Linked DNA regions of Cricetulus griseus: region 1 is linked to region 2. A link is a contact called in public Hi-C data. All regions are on one chromosome and are shown on one strand. Each heading gives the region's core, a stretch centred on a gene start, on an enhancer-like site or on the middle of the called end of the contact. The rest is flanking DNA. Distances are from core to core; before and after follow the strand shown.

The links. A called contact is a pair of places that touch in the nucleus more often than the background predicts.
Region 1: a contact with region 2 is called in a Hi-C map of the CHO-K1 cell line, with 4 times the contacts expected there. The contact joins two enhancer-like sites. A contact is called at or near these places in 2 of 8 Hi-C or Micro-C datasets (the CHO-K1 cell line and fibroblasts).

The regions. Positions count from the first base shown.
Region 1 is chr4:164,011,971-164,017,899 of CriGri-PICRH-1.0, forward strand. No RefSeq gene overlaps it. Among named protein-coding and RNA genes, the nearest start is that of Zc3h12c, 140 kb to the left of the region's middle. Within about 2 kb of position 2,246, at least 2 of the 6 cell types and tissues checked have open chromatin away from gene starts, as enhancers often do. A contact at or near this core is called in the CHO-K1 cell line and fibroblasts, where this site is marked.
Region 2 is chr4:163,806,673-163,812,524 of CriGri-PICRH-1.0, forward strand. LOC118238777 (a long non-coding RNA gene) reads left to right here. Exons shown (of 2, transcript XR_004769868.1): 1 at 1-69; 2 at 685-1,106. Among named protein-coding and RNA genes, the nearest start is that of Zc3h12c, 67 kb to the right of the region's middle. Within about 2 kb of position 3,404, at least 2 of the 6 cell types and tissues checked have open chromatin away from gene starts, as enhancers often do. A contact at or near this core is called in the CHO-K1 cell line and fibroblasts, where this site is marked.

The DNA.
Region 1 (5,929 bases), core at 996-3,495, 200 kb after region 2:
AGCTCAGGCTATTTGGGAACTCTCTATGTAGACCAGGCCAGCCTTGAACTCATAGAGATCTGTCTGCTTCTGCCTCCCAAGTGCTGAGATTAAATGTGTATGCCACCATGTCCATGTACTTTAAAACCACATTATACCATTAGCTAATTAAATAATTTCTACAAAATTTACTTCATGTGTTTGAATATTTGCCTGCACACATGTATGTGCACCACATGTGTGCCAGGTACCATCAGAGACCAAAAGAAGGTACCAGATCCCTTGGAAATCCAACTCTGGATGGCTGTGAGCTTGTGGGTGCTTTGAGTTAAACTTGGGTTTTCTGCAAGAGCAGCAGTTGTTCTTAGCTGCTGAGCCATCTCTCTAGCCTTCTAATTAAAAAAAAATTTTTTTTTGGCTCTTGGTTAAAGCTGACTTTGGGGAAGAAAACATAGATGGACCATAGAGCTCAGAAGAGTCTGAGAGACCCCTGGAGGCTCTGAGGGGTGATGCACGCAGAAAAGGAGTCTGTAGAGCCTGCAGTAGCTCTGGAATAATGAAGAAGAGGAAGAGGAGGAGGAGGAAGAAGGGAGGAGGAGGAGGAGGAGGAGGAGGAGGAAGAGGAGAAGGCAAGTCTTATGGGAAGATGCTTTTAAAAGGTGAACTCATGAAATTGGAAAGAAAGATGGCAGAACAGAGCCCTGCAAGGTAGAGAATGACGAATCTATACCCTTCACTGCCATGTCTCAGCCAGCAGGCTGCAAGCATAAAGGTTGTACCCAATAAGCCATGGGACTGCCAACTCGGATGACAGGGAGATGTGCCTGGAGCTCTGGCATAAATAGGTCATTACTGAATAGGATTGGCACTGCTGGCCCCAATATGGGGCTGCTGTGGCTGCAACCAATGCTGCATGCCTTGCTGGGAGATGGAGAGTGAGGGGCAGTGGTGCCTGGGAGGCTCAAGGCAGCAGTCACTGAGGGCAAGGAGGTGTATGGCAGCCAGGACCCTGACTCTGGGCAATAGCAGGATATCCATGTTGATTTCTGTGATCTGTACTGCCACCAGAGATCATAAAAAGGTCTGTGGCACTTGCTAACACTGGAGGCCATGTGGATATCTGTGGTCTGTGCTGTCTCTAGAAAACATGTGGAAGTTCATGATCCATGCTCCCACTGACTGCAAAGGGCACGGAAGCCACTTTTGTGGTAGTATCTATGACTGCAGATTCAACAGCTGAGAGAGAGGGACACAGAAAGCTTCTATAAAAATTTAAACCCCCCTCCAAAGTAAGAGCCTAGACAGCCATCAAAGAGAATTCTTAATAGTTGTGATAAGGATGCTGAAGTGTAGCTTTCCACAATCGATGGCTTCTGCTGGGGTGGGGAAGGACTCAGTTTTCTTTAAGGGACTGACTATTGGGAATTTGACTATGCTCCAGTGAATATATGAGCAATACAAATTGAACTTACTATTCTTTTCTTCTTTTCTTGGGGGGGGATCACAAGGATGGGGGTAGACCTGGAAGGATTGGAAAGTGAGTGTGATTGTGGTGCATGATGTAGAAATATGTTAGAAAAAATAAACTTAACATTGGTATCAAACTCTTTAGACAGTTATGAAAAAATTGAGAACTTTGGCTTGGTCAATGGTAAGACTTCTGCCTGCACTGGCATTGAAAAAATCATTTTCTTTTTATTTCTTCTTTTAAATTTTTTTCCGAGGAATTCTCTCACCAGAAAGAGGTTAGAATAGTTAATGTTATAGTTGAAATATTAAACAACTTAACAGAGTGTTTGGGACATGGCAGACAACTCAATGCATGCTATTTTCTCTTACTTCTCCCTTCTGAACACAGGAACACAAAAGCGACCTTATTTGTTTTCTCAAATTAGACGAATACCTTCTGTATCCTTCTGTATCCTCCCCTCTCCTTCTCCTGTCAGTCCTGCAACATGACGACTCTACCAGCTTGATTAACTAAAAACAAAAACTCCCTTGCTTAGATAAATTTATTTCCTCTCAATTATAATCAGGCATATATTATCTTTTAGCAAGACCTCAATCCAGAAATATTTAAGTGTAACCTGTGTTGGGAATGGTCCTCGGGTCAGCTAGAGAAAAGGATGGTCACACAGGAACCAAGGGACTAAGCTAGCACCGAAGTGGGATTGTTTGGCAAATGATCTCTGCAGTGCTTTGAGAAGCGCTAACTCCCTCCCAGTTCTGCATGGTTGGCACAGAACATTGCATTCCCAGCAGAAACCACAAAGTTTTCATTGGATTACATCATGCTCAATTGTCTTCTTTCTTCTGAGGGCAGAGAGCTAAGATTGAATCTGCCCCAAGAGAGCTAAGATAACATAATGATGTGTTTCTCACTTTTTCTCATGCCCTTGAATGAAAACACACACACACACACACACACACAGAGTATAAACCCTCAAGTGTGAAGAAAGGCTATTTTTGCATTTCTCATTTCAAAAGTCTTTTTATGTGTCACTTAGAGAAAAAAAAATCTAAGTTTGAGGAAAATAATCTAATTTTTGTTATTTAATTTCATTCTTGATTTTTAAAATTGGTTGTGTTCTCTGTTGTATGTGTGTGGGAAATGCGCTGGTTTGTGTGTGTGTGTGTGCAGCAGTGCCTGTGGGAGGAAGTGCATATGCGTGACTTTGAAGACCAGAGTGAAGTCTTTCCTCCATGCTCTCTATCTTTACTCTGTGACAGTCTCTTATCGGAACTGAAGCTTGTGGATTTGTAGCCTTCTGTCAATGAGTTTCAGGGGTCTGTCTCCCTCCCTCTTCTTCCTAGTGTTTGGGTGGTTCCAGGCAAAAGCCACCACACCAGGTTTCTTTCTTTCTTTCTTTCTTTCTTTCTTTCTTTCTTTCTTTCTTTCTTTCTTTCTTTCTTTCTTTCTTTTTTCCTTCCTTCCTTCCTTCCTTCCTTCCTTCCTTTCTTTCTTTCTTTCTTTCTATTATTTAAATTAGAAACAAGCTTCTTTTACATGTCAATCTCAGTTCCCTCTCCCTCCCCTCCTCCCCTTCCTCCCACTAACCCCCCATCCCAATCCCTTTTTGCTCCCCAGGTAGGGTGAGGCCTTCCTTGGGGGGATCTTCAAAGTCTGTCATATCATTTGGAGCAGGGCCTAGACCCTCCCCAGTGTGTCTAGGCTGCGAGAGTATCCCTATATGAGGAGAGGGCTCCCATAGTTCATTTGTGTACTTGGGATAAAAACTGATCCACTACCAGTGGCCCCACAGATTAACTAGATCTCCAAACTGACTTCTTTCTTCAGGGGTTCTGGTACAGTCCTATGCTGGTTTCCCAGCTATCAGTCTGGGGTCCATGAGCGACCCCTTGTTCAGGTCAGCTGTTTCTGTGGGTTTCTCCAGCCTGGTCTTGACCCTTTGCTCATCACTCCTTCCTCTCCGCACCTGGATTCCAGAGTTCAGCTTAGTGTTTAGTTGTGGGTGTCTGCTTCTGCTTCCACCAGCTACTGGATGAAGGCTCTAGGATGGCATATAAAGTAGTCATCAATCTCATAATCGGAGAAGGGCTTTCAAGGTAGCCTTTCGACTATTGCTTAGATTGTTAGTTGGGGTCGACCTTGTAGATCTCTGGACATTTTCCTAGTGCTAGAATTTTCTTTAAAACTATAATGGCTCCCTCTGTGATGGTATCCCTTTCTTGTTCTCCTCCATTCCTCCCCTGACTAGATCTTCCTGTTCCCCCCTGTCCTCCACTCTTTCTTCTAACTCCCTCTCCCCTCCCTCCATGATCCCCATTAGCTTAGGAGATCTTGTCCCTTTCCCCTTCTCCTGGGGACCATGTGTATCTTTCTTAGGGTCTTCCTTGTTTCCTAGCTTCTTTGGCAGTGTGGATTGTAGGCTGCTACTTCTTTGCTCTAGATCTAAAATCCATATATGAGTGAGTACATACCATTTTTGTCTTTCTGTGACTGGGTTACCTCACTCAGGATGGTTTCTTCTAGTTCCATCCATTTGCCTGCGAATTTCAAGATTCCATTGTTTTTTTCTGCTGAGTAGTACTCCATTGTGTAAATGTACCACATTTTCTCCATCCATTTCTCAGTTGAGGGGCATCTAGGTTGCTTCCAGTTTCTGGCTATTACAAATAATGCTGCCATGAACACAGCTGAGCAGATGTCCTTGTTGTATGAATGTGCTTCTTTTGGGTATATGGCTAGGAGTGGAATTGCTGGATCTTGTGGTAGACTGATTCCCATTTTCTTGAGGAGTCGCCATACTGATTTCCAAAGTGGCTGTACAAGTTGGCACTCCCATCAGCAGTGGAGGAGTGTTCCTCTTTCTCTGCATCCTCTCCAGCATAAACTGTCATTTGGTGTTTTTGATTTTAGCCATTCTGACAGGTGTAAGATGGTATCTTAGAGTTGTTTTGATTTGCATTTCCCTGATGGCTAAGGATGTTGAGCACTTTTTTATGTGTCTTTCTGCCATTTTATACTCCTCTATAGAGAATTATCTATTTAGTTCTGTACCCCACTTTTTAATTGGATTAGTTGGTGTTTTGGAGAATAGCTTCTTGAGTTCTTTGTAAATTTTGGAAATCAGCCCTATGTCAGATACGGGGTTAGTGAATATCTTTTCCCATTCTGTGGGCTGGCATTTTGTCTTGCTGACTGTGTCCTTTGCCTTACAGAAGCTTCTCAGTTTCAGGAGGTCCCATTTATTAATTGTTGATCTCAGTGTCTGTGCTACTGGTGTTATGTTCAGGTAGCAGTCTCCTGTGCCAATTTGTTTCAGGGTACCACCTATCTTCTCTTCTAAGAGGTTCAGTGTGGCTGGATTTATGTTGAGGTCTTTGATCCATTTAGATTTAAGTTTTGTGCATGGCGATAAATATGGATCTATCTGCAGTCTTCAACTCACCAACATCCAGTTATGCCAGAACCATTTGTTGAAGATGCTTTCTTTTTTCCATTGTATAATTTTAGCTTCTTTGTCAAAAATCATGTGTTCATAGGTGTGTGGGTTAATATCAAGGTTTTCAATTTGATTCCATTGGTTTACCTGCCTATTTTTTTGTGCCAATACTAAGCAGTTTTCAGGACTATAGCTCTATTCTAGAGCTTGAAGTCAGGGATGGTGATGCCTCTGGAAGTTCCGTTATTGTACAGGGTTGTTTTGGCTATCCTGGGTTTTTTGCTTTTCCATATAAAGTTGATTATTGTTCTTTCAAGGTCTGTGAAGAATTGTGCTGGGATTTGGATGGGGATTGCATTGAATCTGTAAATTGCTTTTGGCAAGATTGCCATTTTTACTATGTTTATCCTATCTATCCAAGAACATGGGAGAATCTTTCCATTTTCTTGTATCTTCTTTAATTTCTTACTTTAAAGCCTCAAAATTCTTACGATACAGGTCTTTCACTTTCTTGGTTAGCATTACCCCAAGGTGTTTTATGTTGTTTGTGGTAATTGTAAAGGGTGATGTTTCTCTGATTTCTTTCTCAGTATGTTTATCATCTGTATATAGTAGGGCTACTGATATTTTTTGAGTTAATTTTGTATCCTACCACTTTGATGAAACACACCAGGTTTCTAATGTGGGTGCTGGAATCTAAACTTGGGTCTCTTTTGATTGTCCATCAGGTACTTTATTGATTGAGCCAACTTCCCAACCTAATCATCTTATCTTAAAACTATTCCAGTCAGAGATATTGTCTGATCTGATTTATTCTACTCTCTGAGAACCCCCTCTCCCCAGACATCATTTAACACCCTCTCCTTAATCTTGGCAGGAGCTTCGTAGTAAGCTCAGGACAAAGTGGAAAAATGGCCATGACATTCTAATAAAACGGAATAAACTGGATTGCAGTTTTCATCTTCTGAGAAACAACTGTATGCAGATGAGAAAATATTGAACATTTCTGACAGTAATTTAATGTTATCCATTTAAAAGTTATC
Region 2 (5,852 bases), core at 2,154-4,653:
TGTCTGTGTGGGTTCCCTGAAGTATGAAGTGACCTGAGGTATGTGCCACGTGGAGCTAATGTCAGTAAGGTGAGCTCACTCCTTGGGCTGTTCTCTTCCTCGTCCCACCCCCACTTCCCCATACCAGAGATGTCTGTGACCGTGACGTGATGGGCAGAATGTTTAGACTGTAATTTTACATCCATTTCATGATTCTGGGGTCAGAATGTTCCCAAACCTGCTGCTCTAATTTCTTTTGAGGCCCCAAACAATTCTGGCTGCTATGGGGTCAGAGAGCAGCCTGCGCCTCCTGGCATTTCCTCCACAGCATTCCAGCCCCTGCACAGCCCCGGAACATTCCCACAGTGCTGAACACCAATTTTAGGGTCATGCCCTTTGAAATCCTTCCTGGTAATGTTTATGTTAAAATTTCTTCTTGTTCTCTCTTCTGACTTTCCCATCATCTGTCTGTACAGGTCCCTGGCAGCTGACCCATGATGAGCTTTAGACTAAGGATGTACTGAGACAGCCCTGGGTCTTGAATGCATTTACCCCCAAACTCTAGTAGCTCCGGGACAACTGGATGGACTAGTCCTCATCAACTGAGGCATTTGCTGATACTACCCCCCCACACACACACCATTTGCTTTTGGTTTTCCTCTTGCTGTTATTCTCTTTCCTATACTTTTTCACTGTCTTTCCTAGGAACAGACCTCAGGAGATGGACCAGGACTTGGGATGTCTGCCGACCCTGCAGTCCTTAGCCAGCTAGCATCTGCTGAGCTTCGCTTTTAGATGCCATTTTCTCAAACAGATGCTGGAAGGCACTGGCTTCTGGAAATCCCCCTGAACATCCCACCCCTGCTTTTTATTATTATTATTAATATTATTCTGCATGACTAGCTCATAAGATGGAATCTAAGGGGACAATTATCAAGACTTTTCCACTTTTTAAAAAATGTATGTGACTTATCTTTGGCTTTCATTTAAGAGCAGTCTTGGTGGCAGGCATCTCCCTCTGTGTATACTCCTGTGGAATCTGCAGAAACCGATATGGCATACCCCCTCCTGTCTAGGCTGTTTGTATAATTGTATATAAATGTAGCAATAAATATATTCTAACATCATCTGGTGCCTGGATTCCCACTTCGTTTTGCACCTCGGTGGCAGACAGTGAGGGTCACCCTTTTACCGACACTGCCCTGCTGGCCACTGGGACTTACCTGACCCATCTGAGTTTCTCATCTTTCACCAAGTGAGCGTTACTAAGAAGCAAGCCAGCATTTGGAGAAAGGATGAGGAGGTTTGGTAGCAGAGCTAGGACACGACACGGCATTAGTAATTCATGCGATGGCACCGGTCCTGGCTGGGGGAGGTTTGAATGTGCAAGGACTGAAGCATTGGGTGACAATTTGCAGTGTGACTCAGCCATCTGACATTAGGGTGACTATTCAGATAGCTGAGTCACATTGCAAACTGTCACCTTAAGAATATGCCATGCTGCAACAATGTGGTGAATGTGACAGGTACTTGCCAGGCACAAAGGTAGACTTTAAGGGTTTTCATAAAACCACGCAAAAAAAATGCCACGTTAGAATTTTTTTTTTTTTAATTGGTCGGTGGTTTTCAGAGGTACCAAGGCAATACAGAGGACACACAAGCAGACAGCCCTTTATCTATCTATCTATCTATCTATCTATCTATCTATCTATCTATCTATCTAACATAATACTGTTTACTACCAAGAAATGTTTATTAACACTGTCCTCACACACACTCAAGGTCTTTTGTTATCAGCATTTTTTTTATAACTTAAAGGATAATCGTGCTTTGCGGTGCTGTCTTATCAAATTGTTGATGTTTCTCAGTAGGCCTTGGTCATAAACAGAAATTGGCACACAACCATTCAGTCAGAAAGCAAGGATATGCTGGGCCCCAGATTGAAACACACTATGGCAAGGGAGGGTTCAGAGTCCTTGAAAGACTACTACTTTTTGTGTTTTAAAAGGGGGGGGAAACTGGGGGCTGGAAGCAGCTGGGAGTCATCAGGCTGTGAGTTCTGAACCTTGGCAGTGCTGCAGGACTGTGTGTCACAGCCGTCCTTAATCTCACCTCTTTGCAGACTCCAGAGACTCCAGTCTTCTGCTCAAAGGAAAGCCTGCTCTCCACAGCCAGTGCTACCTTTCTGAGCAGCTTTTCTGGCAGTGACTAGTGACTTGCACAGGCAGAAGCCATCAGAGAAGAGATGGCTGTGGTGGGGTGAGGGGTAATCCCATGGAGAGGCTTCCTGCAAGCAGAGGCCTAAGGATTTCCTCAGGGGGTGGGAAGACGGGAGCCTGTAGTGTGTACTCTGCTATAAATGAGTGGGAATTAGTGACTAGACCTTGGACCAATTGCTCCAGCCAGGGCTTCCTACTCCTCTGCTGTAAAAGGGGCTCCTGGATGGGAGGAGTGAGTCTGACGCCTCCATTTCTACATTTACTTTGTTTGTAATGTGTCATCTTGGAAAAGGGAAAGAAGTTGCCTGTTTTTAATATTAAACAGAAGATGGCTGGATGGCACAGATGGACAGTAGAGCCAGGAGGATTAAAAGTGTTTATGTTCAAATGCCGAAACAAATCAGAGCTTATCAAGTCCAGCCCCCAGTGCAGAGACAACCCTTCAGGCACTCACTGTCCATCCACCCCATGTACAGAGACAGAACAAACACATCAGGTGCTCACTGACCATGATCTAGTAGCTACTTTTCTGACTCTTCTGCACATCATTGGACAAATGGGCTGGAAGTTGATGGCTCAGAAACCCAAAGCCTATAGTGTCACCAGCAGAGGGGAGGAGATGAAGGCTTAATCACCACCAACCCCACAAGCACATGAAGGAACACATGGGTAGGGAGGCTTCCCTTCTCCCCAGAGAACCCGCAGGGGTGAGCATTCAGCCCCTGCCCTAGGATGTGCTCTGCATTTCTTTCCAGGAAGATGGAGGCATTGACTGGAGAGTTTGGGGAGGACCCTGTTTCTCAAGTTTTCTTTTGGTCGAGCTGGTTATCTGCATAGAATCCACAGGTTACCCCCCCCCCCCCGCCCCCATCTCTTGACCACAGGGAGGGTGAGCCTGCCTTGGGATTCAGTGTTAGACAGGAAGTCTGGTTGCCCTAGACAAGGTCTGCGCACTCCAGCAAGGAGCTTCAGTCAGGGTCAAGGTGATCCTCCTGCCATCACCTACTTGATCTTTTGCCCTGTTGCTCAGCTCTGGTTTCTCATTTAATGTACATCAGACTCATCTGGAAGGGTGGCTAAGAAACATGCTGGGCCCCTTTCTCGAGACTTTCTGACAGAGCAGGCCATAGGCCTGGCTGAGGCATCTGCACTTAGCACATTCCTAGATGAGATCAAGGCTCCTTCAGTAGGGACCACACCCAGAAGCACTTCTCTGAGAGAAGGAGTTGCGTTTATTGTTCTCCTCAGACACCACAAGAACCAAATGTTCTCTAGGCTGAGTCAGCTGGGTGACATTTGCTAAATGGCCAGTGACCATTCCCTGGTCAGCATGAGTAACTCTTACAAATCAATATCCTCTCCTAGCCATGGCCTTGGGGACAAACAAGTGGTTATGGATTACACTCACTTCAGACTGGGTAGAACATCAGATAAATGGATGCCAACTGGACATCGGTTCTGAAATGGCAATTTAAGAACAGAGTCCCATTTTCCCTCAATAAAACCATAGACAGAGCCCTGTGCACAGATAAACAAACATGTACCAGGCCTTAAAGCAAGGAGGGGAGAAGCGGGTTATATGAGATTTTCATTGAATTATAAAAGACAAACATTCACACATCAGGAGACAGCATGACAAGTCCTCACAATGGGAATGCATCTGAGGAATCAGCAGAAGGGGGGACACCCGGCAGGTGCCCTTCCCTGAAACAGGTATCAGCTCCAGCAGATCTCATTTACTTGTCATCCATGTAGCTGGAGTTCATCTGCATGCATTCTTCAGTGTCTTGATTTGACTCAACAGACACATTCAAGAATGCCTTCAAATGCCTTTTAACCCCTTTGACTTTAGTGACAACCACACCAAATGTTTCTTCAGCCTTTGCCATCAAGGCAAGCCAGCCAGCCAGCATGCCAAGCCAGCAAGGACTTCCAAAGTCAATCCCAACATGGCTTCTCAGCTAAGCCTCTGCAGGGATCCATGCCTAGACTTCCCAATTTCCTAGTCTTCATGCAATCTGGTCCACTCCGGTGGAAACATCTTTCTTGCCATTCACCCCATTAGTGCCATTGCAAGACTCCACAAGTTGCCTGCAGTACTGTACCCACAACCTCAGATGCCCTTCCTCCTGAGCACTTTTCCACAGTGCTTTGCCCATCACCAGTTTCCACCAGAGTAACACTTTCATCTCCTTCCTAATGTAATACTCAGAAGTAGCTACAGGCCCTCTTTTAGGCACACACAGGGAAACAGTGAACACAGGAACTGTCTGGTGAAGCTGTGCTGGCTAGTTTTGTCAACTTGACACAAGCTAGTTATCCAAGAGAGAGGAACCTCAATTGAGAAAAATGCCTCCATAAGATCTGGCTATGGGCAGGTCTGTAGAGCATTTTCATAATTAGTGATTGATGGGAGGGCCTAGTCCATTGTGGGTGGGGCTATCCCTGGGCTGCTGTCCCTGGGTTCTATAAGGAAGCCGGCTAAGCAGCACCTCTCCATGGCCTCCACATCAGCTCCTGCCTCCAGGCTCCTGTGTTGAGTTCCTGTCCTGACTTCCTTCAACAATGGACTACCATGTGGAAGTGGAAGTCAGATAAAATCCTTTCCTCCCCATGCTTTTGGTCATGGTGTTTCGTCGCAGCAATAATAACCCAAAGTAAGACATTAGTCTATCTCTTCTGCAAAACTATATATAGGTCATGGGTATTTGACAGAAGTTTATCTGACTTGTGAGTCTGATCATCCAAAGCCCCTGGCTCTGTGGTCCTGGTGAGGCCTGGAGTGCCCATCGTACCAAACTTGGCTAAGTGAGGAAGGACTGAGGGCAGGCTCACTTAATAAGTTTCCTCCCAACCCTTCCAAAGATGGCGCCCTGTGACTTAATCATTTCCCACTAAGTCCCACCTCTTAAAGGTCCCATTACCTTCATGTTGCCAAGTTGGGGGCTAAGGTTCCATTACTAGAAACTCAAACCATAACCAAAGCATAGTAGTGTTAGCTTTTCTTTTCTTTTTCTTTGTTTTTGTTTTTTTGAGACAGACAGGGTTTCTCTGTGTAGCTTTGGAGCCTATCCTGGCACTCACTCTGGAGACCAGGTTGGCCTCAAACTCACAGAGATCCGCCTGCCTCTGCCTCCCGAGTGCTGGGATTAAAGGCGTGCATCACCAATGCCCGGCTTAGTGTGAGCATTTCTGGCTGTCCTGGTATCTAGACTCCTTCTTGAGTTCTCAAGGGTCAGGGGACAGACTACCTGCATTCCTGAGGGTGAACATACCTGTGTTCTCACACCTTTAGTGTGTGTATTATCCCCATGGCACCAGGGGACATGTCTGGACACATCCTTGATTGTTAGGATTGGGTGGAACTGATATCCAGGAGGAAAACCAGAGATCCACAAAGCATCTTGCAATGTGTAAAGGACTTCTGTAACCTCAGATATCCATTCATCATGGATGCCAGGTACCTCCTTCCCTCTCCTAGGCTGTGGCCTCTGTGATTGATTCTGTCATGGCTTTGGAGAGGCTGAAATGGCTGGGTGGACTGAGGCCAGGCTGGACTGTAGGCTGTGATCTACATCCCTGGTCCCTTCAGTGGGCCAGTGACTAGCAGGACCAAAGTACAGAAGTGACCAGGTTATAGAGAAGAAGGGATCT